2 separate regions of the Mus musculus genome follow, and region 2 is linked to region 1. Evidence: chromatin contacts called from public promoter capture Hi-C data. All regions are on one chromosome and are shown on one strand. Each heading gives the region's core, a stretch centred on a gene start, on an enhancer-like site or on the middle of the called end of the contact. The rest is flanking DNA. Distances are from core to core; before and after follow the strand shown. Region 1 holds the start of Plcd3 (phospholipase C, delta 3). Region 2 overlaps Map3k14 (mitogen-activated protein kinase kinase kinase 14).

Region 1 (4,586 bases), core at 556-3,055:
CCAAACTTCAGAGAAACTCTAAGGTGTCTGTCTACCTCTCTCCTCTTCACATGAGCTTCCATCCAGCTCTGGGGTTCAGTGGGGTCCTCTCTGCCTCCCCAGCATCACAGTCCGCTCCTCCCTCCCTGACTCTTTCCCTCAAGGTCCGTCTTCTGACAGCAGTACTGAGCTGTTTAGCTCTCTTTGGACAGGCCCGCGTGTGCTGTGTTTGTTGTTGTATGGTAGGTAAATATTGACTTCTTGAATGACTGGACCGGAGAAGGATGAAGAGCTGCCCCAGGCACAATGCTCATGGTGAGGACATCCAATACATTCTGGTGGAATGAGGAAGAGGAGGGCACAGCTGAGAGGGAAGCCGGGGAGGCTGGCATCTGGGACCCCTGAGTTCTGTCACCAGGTTGACAGTCCTGAGAAACCACTTCAGTTTCCTGCACTTCACAGTTTATAAAATGCTCCTTGTTCAAGCCCAGGGAGTCCCATTTTGCCGAGACTCTGAGCGTGTAGGTTGGGATGGCACACAGTCTGAGTGGCCCCGACTAGATTCTTTGATGTCTGAGTCAGTTTCCTCCTCTGTGAAATGGGGTGCAGGACACCTACCTCAGGAAGGTGAGCTTAGCACCACACCTGCAAACCACAGCGGTATTGAGCCGACTCGAGGGCTCCTTGAAGACTAGTGACTTCCCTCTCACCTCTGAAATAGGAAGCTGGACTGTTTCGCACCATTGCCCCGGGTCTTGCCAGGGCTTTGTTACTGCTGGCAGAGAAGACCTGAGGGTTACAGGGCTGGCTTGGGTGTCTAGAATCTCGCAGAGGCCATCTGTAAACAGCCCCTCAGGATCAAGAACAGCAGGTGCTGTAAGATGCCCACAGACCTCAAGTAGCACTTGGGAGATGAATGTACGTACCTCCGCGTGCGCGTGCCTCTGCCTCCCGAGTGCTGGGATTAAAGGCGCGCGCCACCACTGCCTGGCATTGTATTTTTTTTTTTTTTTTTGAAACAGAGTCTCATAGACCCCAGACTCATACACACACACACACACACACACACACACACTTTACTTTGTAGCAGAGAATGACCTTGAACTCCTGATCCTCCTACTGACACCTCGCCAGTGCTGGGAGATTAACAACAGTAAGTCGTTGTGATACTGGGGATCTAACCCAGAGCTAAGAGCTCTACCGATTGAGCTACATCCCCAACCTAACTCCAAGCTTTATCTCTCAGTCCATTCTCCTCACTCTCCAGCAACCCTATCCATGCCCCGAGTCCCAAATTCTCACCCCAGCACGGCCCCGCGAGCGCCTCCCGGTGAGAATGCACCGGGGGCATCCAAGCCTTCTAAAACAGCCTGGAAGTCTGATGACCCCAGGTGTGAACCCCAACTGGAACAGTGCTGGTGCTCCTGGTCAGATCCTCCCCAATTCCAAGCACCCTGGCAAACCAGGTGGCCCGTACACCCCGCTCCGTCCAGGTTGTCCCTAGAGACAGTGCGCGCCCACCCGGACCCATCCTTGTGTGTCACTGACCCATCTTCTTCAGTGCCCGTAGCCCAGGCCTTTTGGTGCTGCTGTCCGACGACGCGGGCGAGGGCGGGAACGCGAGGGGCGCTGCGACCTGGGCGGACACCCGGGATTCCTCCGGCGAGCGGCGACTCCTTTTCCAGCCACCGCACAGCATGGTCTCGAAGGGCCCAGGGCCAGGCCCGGGATCTGTGCGTGAGAACCGGGCAACGGGAACACAGCCCGCGGCGCGGTCCGGAGCTAAGAAACTTAGCGGCGCCCTAGGAGTCAGGAGGAGGAGACCTCGGGAGGAGGGAGAGAGGGAGGGACGAGGTGGAGGTGGGCGGAGCGAGGCCGAACTTAGGCGGTGCGAGGCGCCTGCGGGACCCCAGGCCTGGAGCTGCGCGCCCTGGTGTCTACGCGTTCGCCCCTACTAGTGAGTCGGTCTTTCCATTTCCTTAGAGGTCCCCGGATCTCCTTTCTACCATTGGCCAGAGTCCCTGTTGAAGGGAATTGAATTTCCCGGAGGGATAGGTTTGTCCTCCGGCGCAGACACATTTTTTCTGGGAACTCAGGACCCTAGTCCATCCACCTTAGCCGGGTCCCTTAGGGAGCCAGACAAGGGACAGATCTATAGGAGATCGTCCCGGGCCACAGGGTCCTAGTACGGAGGAAACCCATAGAATTCTGAAGCAGAGCTGCGCAGGAATGGGGACGAGAGGCTCGGGCAGTGACGTCATGAATTAATCTCCGGGCTCGGGGCCAATAGCCAGTCCTCAAAGGTGGATGCCTTGCGGCCAACCGATCTGAAGACTAAGATGAGACTAAGTTTAGAGTTCCAGAAGCTTGGTACCCCAGAGCGACACTCCATCCTTGGTCAAGGGATCTGCACAACACTCTGCCAAGGTGTTGATGACGTCAGCCAAGGAAAACCTCCTTGTACGGGTGCCGGTGTAGTGTTAGACGTACCCTTGTGAATGCGAAAGGGTGGAGTGTGCATGTGGCTTTCAAGCACGAGCTTTGGATAGGGGCAGCGAGCTGGTCGAATATTGTCACTTGGACGCGACCTACAGCCAGGCTTCCCACGCTAAAAGTAGCGAGTTTCGGGTCCTAGAATCTCCATCTACTTGTCCCGCTGTATTCTTTCCTCATTTATCCAAGTCCCGACAATTCTTCATACTAGCTTAAGTCCCCATCACCACTGCGATCTTAAATTTGCTTACTATTTGTCAAACCTTCGCCTCTGCTTGATCTCTTGATTCCTTCCAGGAGTGTTCCTTTTTTTTGTTGTTATTTTTCTGGTTCACTCTTACTTTTTCCAAAACTCAGCTCCAGTGTCCTTTCTGCGGAACGCCGGGCTCCAGGACTCTCCTCTATTGCCAGCGTAGACGTGTTCCAAGAGCTGAGTCGAGGTGCCTCGGACAGGCGGAGCCCGCATCAATCAACCCACTCCCGTGGGTTTCCACCAGGGGGCGCGAGGACTCTGCGACCATCAGTGTGTCCACCGGGAGGCGCTGCAGCCCGCCTCGGGCTGTCGCGCGGTGCGGAGTGCCACCCATAAATTAGCCCCGCCTGGCTGGGCGAGGCAGGATAGCATTATTTGCATAATCTTGAAAGAGCCTTCCTTACTGGTTAGGGTATAAAAGACCAATACGAAACGGTGCCTCTGGTTGGCTTTTCTCCTAGCTCTGTATCCCGCCCTATCCCTGCCCCTCTGGAACAAGAGGTCAATCGGAAGCCTCTGGTGAGTGATGAGAAGAGGACCCTGGTGTCCTGGCAGTGGGCGCCTAGGGGTGAGTGAGAGGCTGGGGCGCGGGGAGCCAGGGTTGAAGGCTGTTCGTCCCATCCTGACTCCTCCTCGTTCGCTGATTCGCCTGTTCAGGAATTGGAAATGGGTGTCTAGAGAGGTGCATCCGGGGACGTACGTGGCTCTGAGACCCTTGCCACCTGCCTCCCCTCCCACTCATGGCCAAGTTGGTGGTCCTCGCCACCCTGGCCTCATTGGCGCTGCCTTGAGGTAGGAGAAGGAGCCTTCTCAGCTCAACTTCTGGCCTCCTGGGATAGCGATCCGTTCTTAGGACTAAGTTTGCCCCTCTGGGAACCGGTCCGGTGGCTTACTTAGGATGCCACCGTGGACCATGAAGCCTGGTCACATTGACACTCACTCTTGCAGAGTCGCTTCAAAGTAGGGCTCCAGAGCTCGAAGCAGCATGGGTACCGAGAAGGAAGAGCCCGACTGTCAAAAACAGTTCCAGGCAGCAGTCAGCGTCATTCAGAACCTGCCTAAGAATGGTGAGCCTGTACAGATCAGCATTTTAGGGTTCACGATGGTTGGGCTCCGACCCCGAGATGAGATGAAACTGGGCCTGTACCCTGCAAATGTTGACAAACAAGTTCCTCCCTAGGCTGTGGTGGGGTCCCCTCTGCTTCCTGTCTTAGATGCTATGAGTGAAATCCGGGGCCACCTTTGCCCTTCCAAGGTGCAGCCTCCTCCCTTTTGGACCTGGGGCTGATGAGGTACCCTCCCCTTCCCAACCCTCTGCTCAGGCTCTTACCGCCCCTCCTATGAAGAGATGCTGCGATTCTACAGCTACTACAAGCAGGCTACCATGGGGCCCTGCCTGGTCCCCCGGCCTGGGTTCTGGGACCCCATTGGACGTTACAAGTGGTGAGCTCCCCTCCTGCAGGGTACAAATGCCTCATCTGTCACCCAGACTTCTCATGGACCTCTGCCTCCTAGGGATGCCTGGAACAGGCAAGATGAGCAGGGAGGAAGCCATGTCTGCCTACATCTCTGAGATGAAGCTGGTGGCACAGAAGGTAGTGAGGGCTGTGGTGCTCTGTCCCTAAGGGTGGCTTGCCCCTCAGTCTTCCAGGGATGTGCTTCCATGTTTTCTATCCATTGATTTTTTTTTGGAAATCCCTTTTCTGTTGCCCTTAACCCCCAATTCTGTTTGATCCTGACTGATACGAGGTGGAAGTGTATGGAAAGGAGGTAGTTCGGGGCAAAGCTGGAGAGGGGGTTTGTGGGTGGTAACGGGCGGGACCAGCTTGCTCCATTAGAACCCCTTCCTGCACAGGTGATC
Region 2 (4,481 bases), core at 1,905-4,404, 150 kb after region 1:
TCCCTGCTCAAAGTTGCTCCGCCCATGTGAATCAGAGCAGAGGCAGGCAGAGGACCCGGGCTCTTCAGGCTGGACCCACACGCAAGTTTCCCAGGTCACAGGCAAACGTGAAACAAAAGTTGTGGTCCTCTGTGGTCTAAGAGCAGAGGGGCACCCTAGGTATCTTAGTATAGAGAACAGCAAGGCAAACTCAACACCGCTCATGTTGGTCAAACACGGGCTAAACAAGGGCACTGAACAAGCAAAGGCACACTTCTAGACTTTGGGACAGGACAATCCTGAGCACCAGAGATAAAGAACTGCGCTGATGAGCGAGGAAGATGGGTGGAGCTGCACCCTGCTCAGATAGCCTGCTCCTACCTAATGTTTAAAGTTCACCCTGGGCTATAGCTCCATTAAGATGGTGGCTAGCCAGGCAGCAGGCCAGGGGCCCTGGCGCTCCCACCCCCATGCACACACGACAAACACAAGCTGCTTCCTCTGGGGAGAACTTGAGGTTGAAGCCTCCTGTGTACTCCACAGTGACTCATGCCCAGCCTGGCAGCCAGGACAACAAGGAGGACCTACTGAGAAGCTGACCCAGCAGATGGCAGCTGGACCCAAGAGTGGCTGACCCTCACTCTCCCCGAGGCAGACAGTTCCAGCACGCAGCAGCAAAGCTTCTCCTGCAGCTGGCTTCCCATGCCACATAATCGTGACTCAGCCCCTCTCTGACAGCTTCCAGGTTCGCTGGCCTAATGGCAGCTCTCCCACAAATATAGACAGGCCTGCTTCCTCTCTCCCTCTCTACTTCTATGTGGGTCTGGCCCATAAAACTCATTTCAGTCCCAATTCCAGGACTGGTAGCTAGGTGTTCTTCCCAGAACCCTGGGCTTTGGTACAGGCTCATCCCTATCTCCCAGGCCTGAAACTTGTCCTTTCTGTCTCCCCTGCAGTGCCTGGAGAGTTGGGACAAAATGAGGTCAAGGCTGTACAGTATCACTCAACCCAACCCCCCCCCCTCCAGCTCCACCTCAGCCTCTAGTGCACGCAGCCGCCTGCTGTCTTCACTGTATGGAAGCCAAGGATGACAGAAACGGCAAGAGCCACACCCAGAGCCCACACAAAGAAAAGGCAGGGGTTCACACAGCACCCTTTCAGGCCTGATGCATACACCTAACCTGATGCCCTCTTGCTGTGCCCAATGGGTCTGCAGGAGTCTAGGGGCAGAAGTGACTGGGTGCTACTATATCAACCATAAGCAGTTCTCGGAGTGTACCTGGGCTGGTCCAAGGCCCCTGGCACATATGTAGCAGAGGGCTGCCTTGTCTGGCCTCAGTGAGAGAGGATGCACTTAATCCTGCAGAGACTTGATGCAACAGAGTAGGGGGATATGGGGGAGGGGACTGCCCTCTCTCAGAGGCGAAGGGGAGGGGAGACTGGGAAGGGGGGACAGCATTCAGGATGTAAATAATTATATATATAATATATATATATATATATATATATATATATATTATATATATTTCCATGATTTTTTAAAAAAAGAGCAGTTCTTGGTTTGGGCTCAAGGAGGTCTGGGAGCCACAAGAGCAAGCAAGACACAGTTTGTATTTTTCCAGGGAAAGGGTCATGGTGCTCAGCCAGCTGCTCAAGTGTATACGGGGCACAGGGTGTTGCTCCAGTGTGCCAGGGCAGGGCCAGGGCTCCATGCTTGAGCCATACCTCTGCATCCCTCCCACAGTGAGCTTTCCCATGCAGGAGTTGGTTACAGCCCCAGATGACTTCTTACAAAGCACTTCTGCTAGATCCACTCAAGAGGAACCGGGCTGCAGGCCAAGAATCTGCTTGTCTCTTAGTGTGGGGACTGAAACCAGGGTTTCACACGGATCAGGCAAGCACTCTCTCTCCGAGGCATGTTACATTCCCAGACCTTTTCAGGAAAACATTTTTTTGGGGAGGGGCTGCCAAGCCTGAGAACTTGAGTTTGATTCCTGGAACCCACAGCGTAGAGAAAGAGAACCAATTGCCACAGTTACCCTCTGACCTCAGCATCTGCACCATGTTGTGTGTGTGTGCACGCGCTATGTGACAAGAAATCATTTTACTCTAAGATATGGTTGAGGGTCTTGACTCTTGGAAGTCTGCCTCCCTGTCTTCGCCCCCTGCACGGCAGCAACCATGTGCCATCCACGTCTGGCTACAAATCTGAACCTTTAAAAAGTAATGAATTAATTTTATCTGCACACACATCGGGGATGCTGTGGTGGTCAGAAGAGGCGGTGGGGTCTGCTGGTGCTAGAGTCACAGGACAGTTGTGAGCCCCCTCACCCGGGAGCAGAGAACCAAACTCAGGTCCTTTGAGAGACCAGCAAATGCCCTCAATGGCTGAGCCATCCCTCCTGTCCCAGGACCTGTCCTTCTACTTTTATTTCTTATGCGTGGATGCTTTGCTTCCACGTATGTCTGAGCACCGTGTCTGGTGCCTGTGGAGGCCTGAGGAGGGCATCCGATTCCCTGGAACCAGAGTTACAGATGGTTGTGAGCGAGCATCTGTAACTGGACATCAAATCTGCGTTCTCTAGAAGAACAGCCTGTGCTCTTTAGCCATGAAACCATCTCTAGCCTCTTAGAATCTGTATTCTGACAAAGCTTTTGGGGTCAGGTCTGCCATTTGACCCCTCTCTATATTACTAATAGCCAGCAGGACATTTAATTACAATGTAATACGATGCAGATTCAGTTCCTCTGGTACACACTGGAGAACGCAGATGGAAAGCAAGATCCTCGGACAGAAATAAGATTTAGGCTAAATGAGTCTGTGATTCGCTGAAAGGTACCACAGTAACACTTTAAATGTTGGCCTTTGGAGAAAATAACCTTTGTAAAATATATCATATTTCACTTCCCTCTTTTAGTAAGTACACTTACCCTGAGAACGCCAGGGTGGGAACCAGAAGCTATAGCTTCTAGCTTTATTAAAAAAAATGGGGGGGGTATTTTTGTCAAATGAAATCATACTCATTATCTTATGGAAGCTAGTAGCATGCAACCTCATGTAACTCCTGTCAGAAACAGCTGCCCTCGTGAATGGAGGTGGACAGGACGCCCCACCCACTCTGGCCTTCCTTCCCTCAAGCCAGGACCTCTGCAGAAAACCCCAGGTCACCATGGAAAGAGTTAGGTAAGCTCTGAGGTTCTCTGAGCTCCCAGAACACACCAGGTCAGGATTAAGGGCCGGGCGACTCCAATGCAGAACAATAGCCTCTAGTATTTACTAAGCACCTAGCATTATTTAACCTCTTCAGTTGTGAAAAATAAGAAGTCCCCAGCATGCCTAAAAGGTTACCCAGCTAGAGGTGTTGGTGATCTTGGCCCCTGCCTCAGGAACCTTGTGTTTTCTGACTTCTCTCTGGAAGTCAGAGTCCCGACTTCTTTTGAGTAGAGAGCACCCTGCTGGAGCTAGTCTAGCTGACAGAAGATGCCAAATCCATTTTTGTCCCGTTGTGCTTTAGCAGGCTGTGAGTAAAGCTGGGGCCCTCTTGTGTTTCTGCTTCGTGTAAACAGGGTGTCCACAGCCTCACCTAAGGCATTCCATATTCCCTTCACCCTCCTCAAAAGAGAAATCAAAACCTCTCTCAGGCCATCTCAAAAATGTCCACCGAAGGGCCAGAGCAAAGCCCTCTCAAACGATTTCATCTGGAAATGAGAACTCATCCTCTGAATGCCCAGAGGGATAAATAGCAGAAGCAGGGTGCCTCGACTTCCTTAATAAGATACTGGTTGAAACCAGTGTCGTCCTGATGCTTCCTCTTTTCTGCCTATGGCTGGCCTAGCCACCAGGCCAGCCCAGCTAAGCTTCAGCCTAACAGAAAGGAGGGACAGCAGAGCCAGGGAGAACCTAGGGCAAGTGCCTGCGAGAACGAGCTGCCCTTGCAAATGGCTCTTCAGCCAGTTGTGCCCCACACCTGCTCTGTCCTGACTTCCCTTTCTGCCCTGTTTGCCCCCCTGCCTTCCCTGGCACCCAGCTAGCCAGAATGGTCCCTTTACCCTGTGGAGCTGGGTGGCCATGGGCAAGCCTGAGTCTCCTTTACTCTCCCTGCTCCTCTCTCTTCTGTACAGAGCGCTTATCCCGATCTGCCCTACCCTTCCTCCTGGGAAGCCATTTACATTGGCCTCCTGCATTCATTTGGCGACTGACCACTCCGCATAAGGGGCTACACCAGTCTGGGCACGGTGCTAGGTGCTTTTTCTGTATTGTAGATGCACCTGACGGTTACTGCGAGGTTATTATCCTTATTCCCATTTGACAGATGAAGAAACAAAGGCTGAGAGATAAGTCAGCTGCTGGAGCAAATGAGACTAAACAGAGACAACTAGAGAACCTGATGTGGGCCTAGAACTCAGACGACAATATTCTTAGTCCGTGTCCCTGGCACTCAAGGATCGGCAGATCTTGTTGAATCCAGGAACTGAGCCATATTAACTAGCTACAAGACTGG

The links. Promoter capture Hi-C pulls out the DNA fragments that hold promoters and counts their contacts.
Region 2: a contact with region 1 is called in a promoter capture Hi-C map of neutrophils, with 2.9 times the contacts expected there. The contact joins the enhancer-like site here to the promoter of Plcd3 in region 1. A contact is called at or near these places in 7 of 39 promoter capture datasets (the C10 cell line, the HPC-7 cell line, embryonic stem cells and 4 more), 1 of 15 datasets of contacts at CTCF or cohesin (embryonic stem cells), 33 of 484 Hi-C or Micro-C datasets (B cells, the G1E-ER4 cell line, the HL-1 cell line and 14 more), 8 of 115 datasets of contacts at active chromatin or transcription factors (the HPC-7 cell line, embryonic stem cells, microglia and 1 more) and 4 of 9 other capture datasets (adipose tissue, liver, macrophages and 1 more).

Annotation. Positions count from the first base shown.
Region 1 is chr11:103,099,853-103,104,438 of GRCm38.p6, forward strand. It overlaps Plcd3 (phospholipase C, delta 3), which reads right to left and starts at 1,806. Exons shown (of 15, transcript NM_152813.3): 1 at 1,528-1,806. The coding sequence starts at 1,678. Acbd4 (acyl-Coenzyme A binding domain containing 4) reads left to right here and starts at 1,836. Exons shown (of 11, transcript NM_025988.2): 1 at 1,836-1,936; 2 at 2,830-3,244; 3 at 3,674-3,792; 4 at 4,048-4,168; 5 at 4,241-4,254; 6 at 4,256-4,320; 7 at 4,581-4,586. The coding sequence starts at 3,711.
Region 2 is chr11:103,245,942-103,250,422 of GRCm38.p6, forward strand. All of the region lies in intron 1 of Map3k14 (mitogen-activated protein kinase kinase kinase 14), which reads right to left. Among named protein-coding and RNA genes, the nearest start is that of Map3k14, 19 kb to the right of the region's middle. Within about 2 kb of position 3,155, at least 106 of the 459 cell types and tissues checked have an H3K27ac peak or open chromatin away from gene starts, as enhancers often do. A contact at or near this core is called in B cells, the G1E-ER4 cell line, the HPC-7 cell line and 9 more, where this site is marked.